Linked DNA regions of Rattus norvegicus: region 1 is linked to region 2. A link is a contact called in public Hi-C data. All regions are on one chromosome and are shown on one strand. The core of a region is the stretch at or near the end of the contact, and the rest is flanking DNA. Distances in the headings are between cores, read along the strand shown. Region 1 holds the start of Rnf20 (ring finger protein 20). Region 2 overlaps LOC134478967 (a long non-coding RNA gene).

What was found. A called contact is a pair of places that touch in the nucleus more often than the background predicts.
Region 1: a Hi-C map of liver shows a contact between it and region 2, with 3 times the contacts expected there. The contact joins the promoter of Rnf20 here to the enhancer-like site in region 2. A contact is called at or near these places in 12 of 12 Hi-C or Micro-C datasets (the A7r5 cell line, the Rat2 cell line, Schwann cells and 7 more) and 1 of 1 datasets of contacts at active chromatin or transcription factors (oligodendrocytes).

What each region holds. Positions count from the first base shown.
Region 1 is chr5:68,768,922-68,773,897 of GRCr8, forward strand. It overlaps Rnf20 (ring finger protein 20), which reads left to right and starts at 2,694. Exons shown (of 20, transcript NM_001107929.2): 1 at 2,694-3,087; 2 at 3,860-4,015. The coding sequence starts at 3,887.
Region 2 is chr5:68,714,437-68,719,154 of GRCr8, forward strand. LOC134478967 (a long non-coding RNA gene) reads left to right here. Exons shown (of 2, transcript XR_010051798.1): 2 at 1,287-4,718. Among named protein-coding and RNA genes, the nearest start is that of Pgap4, 12 kb to the right of the region's middle. Within about 2 kb of position 2,730, at least 2 of the 93 cell types and tissues checked have an H3K27ac peak or open chromatin away from gene starts, as enhancers often do. A contact at or near this core is called in liver, where this site is marked.

The sequences.
Region 1 (4,976 bases), core at 1,444-3,943, 54 kb after region 2:
GACACACAAGGGATTGGTCTACCTTACACTGTGTAGTTGAGCTGCATTTGTCAGGATGCCATAGAGAGAAATGCACCGAAAACTTTCTGGTGGTGTGCTGCAGTTCATTGCCATTTCTTCGGACTAGGGCTGAGGCAAGGCATGTGGAGGACACATGATGCTTGGAGGGTATAAATAGGACTCCAGAGAATGACGGAGACAGAGCTTGGCTTGCTGGTACAGCTAGCTGTGCAATGCTTGTAAGTCTCAAGTCTTTGCTGATCTTTGCTTCCCTGAGAGAGGCACAGCTGAGAACTTCTCCTGATGTTCCTATTGGGCTGTCCTGCTGATCTGAGCAGAGACTGGGACCTGGCTGTCTCTGCTAGGTCATGCCACAGCTATTGCTAATCTCTACTGAACTGGACTGCTGGTATATCCATGAGGTGTTTGCAAGTGGATTAAGCTGCCAATGCCTGCTTACCTGTGAACTGAACTGCTAATTTCCAGATAACAGAGATGGGAGTTGCTTCATAGAACCTTTCTAAACAGGTTCACCCTCCATCCCCTGTATCTTTTCTTTTGTAGTGGTCTACAAGGAAGGTTAAAGCATTTATGAACCATCATTAAAAGTAGGATTTGAAAAAAATTAAAGTTATAGAAACAATTCTTCTTGCTCCTCAGCTTCACCAAATGGGAGTGTGAAGTTCATTTACAGACAATTTTTCTCTGGGCCAGGTTAGATACTGCAGTCCAAGGCACCAACAGAATACGCTTTCCACAGCTGACCTTATCTCAAGCACAGGAAAGATCAGTCAAGTGCAAGGACACCAAATTCTTTCTATTACCAGAAATTTGGTGTGGATTAGGTTTTTCTCCAATCATGCTTACATGTATTGTTTCTTGTTTTGTTTTGTTTTTGTTTTTTAAGGTACAGCAGCCATTCTCTCTCTATCTCTCTCTTTCTTTCTTTCTTTCTTCCTTTCTTTCTTCCTTTCTTTCTTTTATTGGATATTTTTATTTACATTTCAAATATTATTCCCTTTCCCAGTTTCCCATCCATAAGCCCCATCCAATCCCCTCCTTCTATAAGGGTGTCCCCCCTCCCCATCCACCCCACCTTACTGGCCCCCCCCAACATTCCCCTACACTGGGGGTCCACACTTGGCAGGACCAAGGGCTTCTCCTCCCATTGGTGTCCAACAAGGCCATCCTCTGCTACATATGAAGCTGGAGCCATGGGTCTGACCATGTGTACTCTTTAGATGGTGATTTAGTTCCTGGGAGCTCTGGTTGGTTGGTATTGTTGTTCTTATGGGGTTGTAAGCCCCTTCAGCTCCTTCAACCCTTTCTCTAATTCCTCCAACAAGGATCCTGTTCTCATTTCAATGGTTTGCTACAGCAGCCATTCTTACATCCCTGTACCTTTCTTTGATGTCATTGGGTAATTTGCCACAATTTTGGAAGCCATACAGTTTTTCATGAGCAAGTCAGATCGATTGCCTTTCTATCATTAAGATGCATTTAGTATAATTGAATAAGATATAGTTTATTACTAATACACAAAAAAAAATCAACTCCCAATTAATTTTAAACATCCTGGTACTGGGCTGGCAAGATGGTTCAGTGGTTAAAGATGCTTGCCATCTTGAGTTCAGTCCTTGAGACCCAAGCCCTGGAAGTACAACCCTTCCCCCAAAATTGTCCTTTTGAGGTTTACATGTGGGCACTCGAACACATATGCGCACATTTTAAAAAATTGGTATTGAGATTACAGACTAGTCCACTTATTCTTATCCCTCTGCCCCGTGTGCTTTTGGTCAGTAGCTTATCCTCCCCAAACACTAAAGCAGTAGTTTTCCAACCTGTGATGAGAATCCATAGTGGGAAGATGGGGTGGGCTGAAGGTGTCTTTTTTAACCCTACAAAAGACTAAAGTTCTCCGGCTGAGTGTAATTTGTAGGTAGTGCTAAACCGAGTCTCATTTATTTTGGGCTTCCCAGATAAGGGCTTCTCTGTGTAGTATGTTGTATTTATTTGTTTACTTACTTATTTTCAAGACAGGATTTCTCTGCGTAGCCCTGGCTGTCCTGGAACTCGCTTTGTAGACAAGGCTGGCCTTGGACTCATAGGTATCTGCCTGCCTCTTCCTCTTGAGTGCAGTGATTAAACGCAGAGTGCTACCATTGCCCTGCTGGAATCACGCTTGAGGAAACTAAACAGAACTGGAAGTCAGTCAAATCCCTAGAGCTTTATGCAGAACTTTTTCATCCCTTCGGCCATTCGAAGATGGACAGGGCCATCAACCAATTAGCAGTTTGGATGAGAGCGGACAGACAGGCCCCTCCCGCCCCGCCCACAGAATATAAACAAAACGCTTTCCTTTAGTAATAATAGCGGGCTTTTAAGGCACAGCCCAATACTTTTTTTAAACGAAAACAAGCAAACAAACAAACAAACAAAAATCGCATTCAATGCTTCGCGTTGAAGAGGTTGGTCACGTTAGCTCTGAAGTCTGAATCAGTCTCCGCCCCACTCAAGCAACACAGAGGAGGCGGCACTCTCAGAACTCTGCGCCCTCCTAATACATCACTTCCGCCCGGCGACCTTCTCTTATGTCACTTCCGCCCTCTTCTTGCAGTGTATGGGACGAAGTTGAAGCAACTTCCTTTTCTTTTTCCCTACTTCCTCTCCCTGCCTCCGCCTCCGTGAAGCTCAATCCCTCTTGGAGCAGGTCCGAAATGAGGGATTGAATCCCGCACCGCCCTTCGTAAATAACCCCTGGAAGCTGCGCGCCCGCGGCGGGAGTTGCTAGAGCCCAGGTTTGCTCTGTTGTCCGGTGCTCCTGGGCCCTGAGTGGCGAGGTCCCATCTTCCCGGCCTGTGGCTTGCCACGCCGGAGGTTGCGGCCAGCGCTTTCCATTCAAGTTGCGCTCCCTCCTCATCTCTTGTTTCCTCTCTTTCCAGGCGAGATCCAACTCAGATTGCTGCTTGCCATAGGTTCCTTGTCCTGGAGTTTGAATTGGAAGCCGGCGGGGTGTAGACTCGTGATGGTCGCGTTTCTCGCGATCTAGCATCCATTCCTCCTCCTTTAAGCATCGGAACCAGTCAGGTAGGAAATATTGAAAGTGCACCCCGACTGAACAAATAAAGAAACGGGAATTGTTAACAAATTCGTCTCTTAAGGCAACCCGGCTGCCCAAGGAAGCGCTGGCGTGCTCACCTAGGTCTGACATCTCTAGAACTGCTCAGTGAGCCTTGAAAAAGCTTTGCAAAGAGAAGGCTTGCGTTTCTGGGTGCTCAGTGTTTATCTGACATTATGCTAAATTGTTTCTATAGTTAATGTCATCCATTCGTTGCAGTAAGTCTAGCAAGCATGTTGTTCCTGGTTTAGGAAACTAAGGTTTGGAGACAACCGACTTGTTTAGGATTCATGACTTAACTAATATTTCCCACGTCTCTTTCAGCCCTGAGTCTTGGAATACCTTAATCTTAATCTCTGTCATAAATAAACCATTCTCCTTTTGATTTTTTGTTTTGGTGTCTCAGGAAGTGAGAGTCCTGAAATTTATTCATAGCGTCTCTATTCTTTGATTCGTATTTTATTTGTTATTAGCATCTTATGTAGAAACCTTTAATCCTGTCAATCCCACTCCTCACAGATTTTTTTTTTCCCTTCCGTGTCTGTCCCTGGATTTAGGATTGGTGGTTTTTGCCGTGGAATTAGTAGATTTGGGTTACAGAGTTGTCCAGAAAAAAAAATTACTAGTTTTTATATACAAGTACTCTATATTGTGGCTTACCTACTTATCTTGATTCAGTTCATGGTTTGTTTTTTTTTTTTTTTTTTTAATTTTTGTTTCTGTTTTTTTTTTTTCATTCAGAAAAAATAGCTGTCATCTTATACCAAGATGTCAGGGATTGGAAATAAAAGAGCGGCTGGAGAGCCAGGCACATCTGTGCCCCCAGAGAAGAAGACAGCTGTCGAAGATTCAGGGACCACAGTGGAAACAATTAAACTAGGAGGTGTCTCTTCAACGGTACGAGAAAACGATATCGTGAAAGTGTGCTTGGCTTCTGTCTGTTGTTTCCTGAAAGTAAAAGTCGATGGAAGCTTTTTGAATTAGGAGAGAAGCATTGGAAAAGAAGAGGGGAATGGGTGAATTGATGTGGTGGCCAGTTCTTAATGTGAGGTGTACTCAAGTTTGATCTGTATTTGCAGGATGTGCCTCTGGGGTTTTTTGAGAGTCTGACTACAGTAGTCTTTGTTATAGTTAACACTTTTCCCTTACTGAAAATGTGGTGCCATGTTCTGAGAGGCACTGTAGCAAAGCCTTTGAGAGTGCCAGTGCTAAATGAGAGTGAGATCCGAGTGCCCAGGGGGTACTCTCAGCCATCCTGTATTAACTACCTTGTGCCTGTGCTTCTTGTGAGATGAATCTGTAGTTCCTGTGTGGGACATTGGGTTATGATGGAGACAAAAAGGAGATCCCTGTAAAGAGTTAAAACGTTGTCTTTTTAACACGGTATGCACTCACAAGAGTGAGCTACTAGTTGTTATTGGGCTGTGTAATGTGATACACAAATAGTGGTTTTTTTTTTAACAGTAGTATCTTTTACACATGAGAAACTTAGCGGTTTTGATGTGGACAGGATTCTGTCTTTGGAATTTGGTCAAGGGACTATAGCGTGCACATGCTTTCCAGTTGTGTTTCTTGTGTATATTGAGGCCGGGGTTCGGAGAAGTTGATTTTATTTTTCAGTCATGACAAGATCCTACGTAATAAATTGTTAATGAAGTGTCATTTAGGGAGATGACCTGTCCATCTTGGTGCCAGAAGGTGGTTTTGTCTTAGCAGTGTGCACCCTAAGTGCATTTATGCCAATGCAATGGCGTGTATGCCATAGGGAGTGACTGTGTTATTTGCTGGTGGCTATGCTTTACAGCCCTTACCCTTTAGTGTCCAGTGTGGAACCAACAGGAAAATAGATGGATGGATG
Region 2 (4,718 bases), core at 1,480-3,979:
TGGGGAGAGGATTTAGTTCATCTGGAAAAACTGCCATACAAGAATTGTTGCAAAGATATTTGGCTGCCCCAAGGTTGCTGACATTGACCTAAAAATGAGCAAATCCTCATTATAGTGCGCTTGGAACAATCCTAAGTAGGGACCCAAGGGCCCCATGCTCACACAAAACTGAGGTCCTACCCATTTGAACACTGGCCATCTAGGCAGAGTCAGGGATGGGCTTTCTCTCGTGGTTACAAGGTGAACCAGACATTGCGTTGCCACTCCCTCAATTTCTGCTCCCTCTTAACCCTAGCACATCTAAGGCAAATTGAAGGCTTTGTGGCTGAGCTTGTGTTCCAGTCCCTTCACTAGAAGCTTTGCCCGTTTACAGAAGATGGCCAGTGCAGGCTCCATATTCCCCATTATTAGGAGTCTTAGGTAGGGTCACACTCATAGATTCTTGGGAATTTCATCGCACTAGGTTTCTGTCTCGCCCTGAAATGCCCCCCAAAAGTCATCTCACCCATTAGCATCTCCCCCCATCCTCCCCTAACCTGAACCCTTCTGTCCCCATGCTCACGTTCCTCCAGTCCACCTTCCCTATGTATTCTTAGTAGTAAATGCAGGATGGCTCTATATGCTTACATACAAGCCAGGGTGGCTTACACCAGAGTAGAGATGACTAACTAAAGCCTGACTAACAACACAAAGGGGCATATGTAACTGGGCCTCCTGTTTAGGTAATAGGAAAAGCCCAGTGTGTGGGAAATAAAAAGAGCTGTATGCAGTTAGATTAAAAAAAATAAAATATTATAGTAGTTCCTAATAGTACACACTTCATCTGCCCCAAGGGTATTTATACCTGATATAAAGGAAACACTTGAAGACTAGGATTATTGGCCCCCAACTTAGGAGTACTCTCAGGGAGGGAAATACAGCTATAGTTATATCCTTCAGATTCAAGGAATAATGGAGCTCCTGTGCTTTTACTAGACCTGTTAGGAATGGCCCCATCAGGGTCCATGACCACCCGTTCCACTGCAGTAGGTATCACCAAATCAGCATAGCCAGCTCTCTACTACATTATCAGTCAGGAGTAGTATGGGTGAATACCAAATGCGTTATTCAAAGGGTTAAGGCTGGGGTGGGTACAAACGAGCGCCAACAGATGATATGCCAAGAGTACCAACTCATTTCTTCAGTATAGATTAATAATATGTAGTGAAAGTGAAGAGGAGAGAATGAAATAGAGTAAGTTGAGAAAAACCAATTATTACACCCTGGTTTATTGATTTTTTTTTTAGTGATTTACGTAAAGGACTACTGTGCCGTCTATTTGCCAACCACTACGTCTCATCCCTTGCTACCTGAGCAGAGTGACCTGGGGAAGCAGATGAAACAATAGGTCATTGGCCTTAACGACTTGCTGACTGCTGTGTACATTTCTGTAAAATCTTCCTTGTTTGTTCACACCACCATCCCCCCCCAGAAGGTTTAGAGTACAAACCTTCAGAGAATACAAAGTGAACCTGGGACCGGGGCCCTTCAGGAACCATCCTGGTTCTGATCGCCTTGTGACACCTCGGTTCCACTCATACTGGTGTAAGGGCGCTTCCTCAGGAAACTTCCCACAATGAAAGTACGTCCCTGGAAGTGGGCTCCGAGAGTGAAAGGCCGCACCGCACTCACAGTTCACCATCTCTGCTTCGTGCCCGTGGCTCAAGGCGAGAGCTCCAGCGGATAGACTTGCCAACCTGACGTGCCATCCCGACCATCGTACCCCTCTGGAACCCTAAGTAAAAATGTTAACTCTTTCTTCTTTAAGTTGGGCAGGGCATTTTGTCACGGCAACCAGAAAAGTAACCAGTACCTAGCTCGAATGGCAAGCTTGTATTACCAGCATCTTTCCACAAATCTGTATCTAACTCCCATCTATTAAGGAGCTGTGGAAAGCCCGTACTACTAGACATAGTCAAGACTACATGCAAGCACAGCCAGGAGTGACCGACAACGTGTCCTACCCGGACTCTTGTTCGCATGCATACTCTATTGATCCATTGAAATTTGCCGATGCTATTGCTTCCTGATACAAGAAGCTGGGTCCTGAAACTCACCCTGTAGATCGGGCTGGTCTCAAACAGAGGTCTGCCTTCCTCTGCCACCGGAGTGCTGGGATTAAAGGTGTGTGCCACCACCACCCCCCCGGCTGGACTTTCTTTACGCAAATTCAAATATATTTTCAAGATGCCAACAGCAGAGCATAAAACAAATGCCAAATCCTTCTGAATGTGGATCCCTGGGTGATTGCACCATAAGGCAAGGGTAAGCAACTGCTTCCTGAGGCTCACTCCAAGGGAGAAAATAAATGCTCCTTTTCTCTAGAAAATGCAAGCACGGACATCTGCCTTCATGGACTCATGAGTACTAAGCGCATTAAGACATTATAAGTTGTTAGTTATGATATAGATTTAGGTAAAGTAGAAGAAACAAGAGCATCGGAAGATAAAACAAGGCCCTTCAAGTAACTGACGCCATTGTAATGAATGGAGGACACCTAAAGACAGTCTTGTTGACCTCAAGGAACTCACACACATAACAGAGTGATGAGCTGTCACATAACTTGTTGTAAGTGGTGTAAGTCAGGTAGGCCAGAGGCTGTAAAGAGACTGCATTTGATACCTCCTCTGAGGGACAGACACAGCCATTATTACATAGCGGGCAGGCCCTACTGGGGAAATGTTGTGACCTTCTCTACCCTCTAGGGGGCGCTCAAGGTCTTCTCTGCTGATATCTTGAAGGAACTTGTCTTTCCAGAGAGAAGGCCCCTTAGAATTAGCTTAAGGCTCTGGTGTCTGCTGGAATCTCTTCTTTCAGGTGTTTGCTTTTGAGCTGCTCACCATTCGGTTCCCATGGTGCTGGCGCATGCAGGTGGCACATGCTGCTGCTAGTCTGGCTTTCCCCACTCCTTGGAAAAGCTGTCGTTCCACTTAGAAGACTAAGCAAGAACCAGAGGACAGCCTCTTGTGCAGAAAAAGACTCATCTAGGAAAGGTTTTGAGCTTAAGACAGATCATAAGATGGTTTAGGGTGAGGTTTGTTTAGGTTTGTCTTTCGGTTTGTTTGGTTGGTTGGTTGGTTTGGTTTTTGTAACTTGTTTTGTTGTTTGTTTGTTTGTTTGTTTTCTGCATTCTAAATGATGATGTTTGCCAAGGTACTGAGAGGAAATGGCAGGATGGAGTTCAGAAGTTTGAAACTCAAACATATCCAGCACTCCATGGCCAAGAGTTGGTTCTAGATCTTGCTTTCACTAATGTTTCATGACTATACCCTGGATTTGAAGTTGCAAAACTCTCCTGATTCTTGAGGAAAAAATGCATGAGGATGTTCTAAAATTTCTCTTATTCACAAAAGCAACTACATTTCATTGGAAGATATTTCTCTGATTTCTAAATTAAACCCCATTTTCATCTCTTGCATCTTTTTTATTGTATTTGTAAACCTGTGCTTGAGCAGTCTAGGACAGAAGGAGTCCTAGGGTAGTTTCTGGCTATCTTGCCAGAAAGCTAAGGAGTTTTGTATTGTTGTATCCTCCTTCCCCCAAAGAGATTCATGCCCTAAGTTTGATTTAAATGTAGTTTTCCCTTGTCAATTCAAGAATCAAACTGTCTAGGGATGGCGTGAAGAGAGCCAGTTCCAAAGGAAGCAGTGGCTAGGAAATGTACTTGTTTAACAAGGAATTCCAACTGGTTCCTTGCTGTATCAGTAGAAGTAGCTGAGCCTATGCCTCTATGCCTTTTGTTTTTGTTTATATTTTGTTTGCTGGAGAAGCTGATTATGTTAGATGTCAGTGTTCTGAAACAATTCAGTCACTGTACATGAGAAATGACTTCAAGGTGCTGGGAGACTGAAGAGGAGACAGATCCAGCTTTACATAGAGTGCAATTAATTTACTGAGAAGTGTGATTTTACACTCAGAGGTGTGATTTGGGGGAGCAGAAAAATCTGGTAAAGTTCGAGCAGTTTGGATCAGAAAGAGGCATTTATTTGTTAGGACAAAGGTAACTTCATCCGACCCATAATGTAACTGGCTTACATTAGCTAATACCAGTGAGTCAGGAACATTCCTGGTGCTTGTCTATATATAATGCTAAAAGAATAGGATAGATGATAGCGATAGATAGATAGATGATAGATAGATAGATAGATAGATAGATAGATAGATAGATAGATAGATGATGGATAGATAGATGATGGATAGATAGACAGACAGATAGATAGATAGATAGACAGACAGACAGACAGACAGACAGATAGATAGATAGATAGATAATGGATGGATAGATAGATAGATAGATGATGGATAGATAGATAGTAGATTATGGTGACAATTTTAGAGTTTTGGTTTCTTTAAAAACATAGAAATATTATAAAAATGTTTGTGTTTTAATCTCAGGTGAGGGATATGGGCCTGCTTCAGATTAATCACAGCAGCTAACTATGATTTGCCTCATGCTGTAACAAGGGTGTGATTTTACTAGTGGCAAATAGTTCCTGGAATTTGGAATTTGAAGGGCTTTTCAGAGATTATATAAATGCTGGGGCCCTGGGGTGGCATGTTACTGTTGGGTTGGTTGTTGGTTGCTATTGATCTCCATGGTTTTTTAAGTAGCCATGCACAAAGAAGAAAGAAGAAGAAATTAGATATTGATGGCTAAGATCAAACTTGCCCCAAGCAAC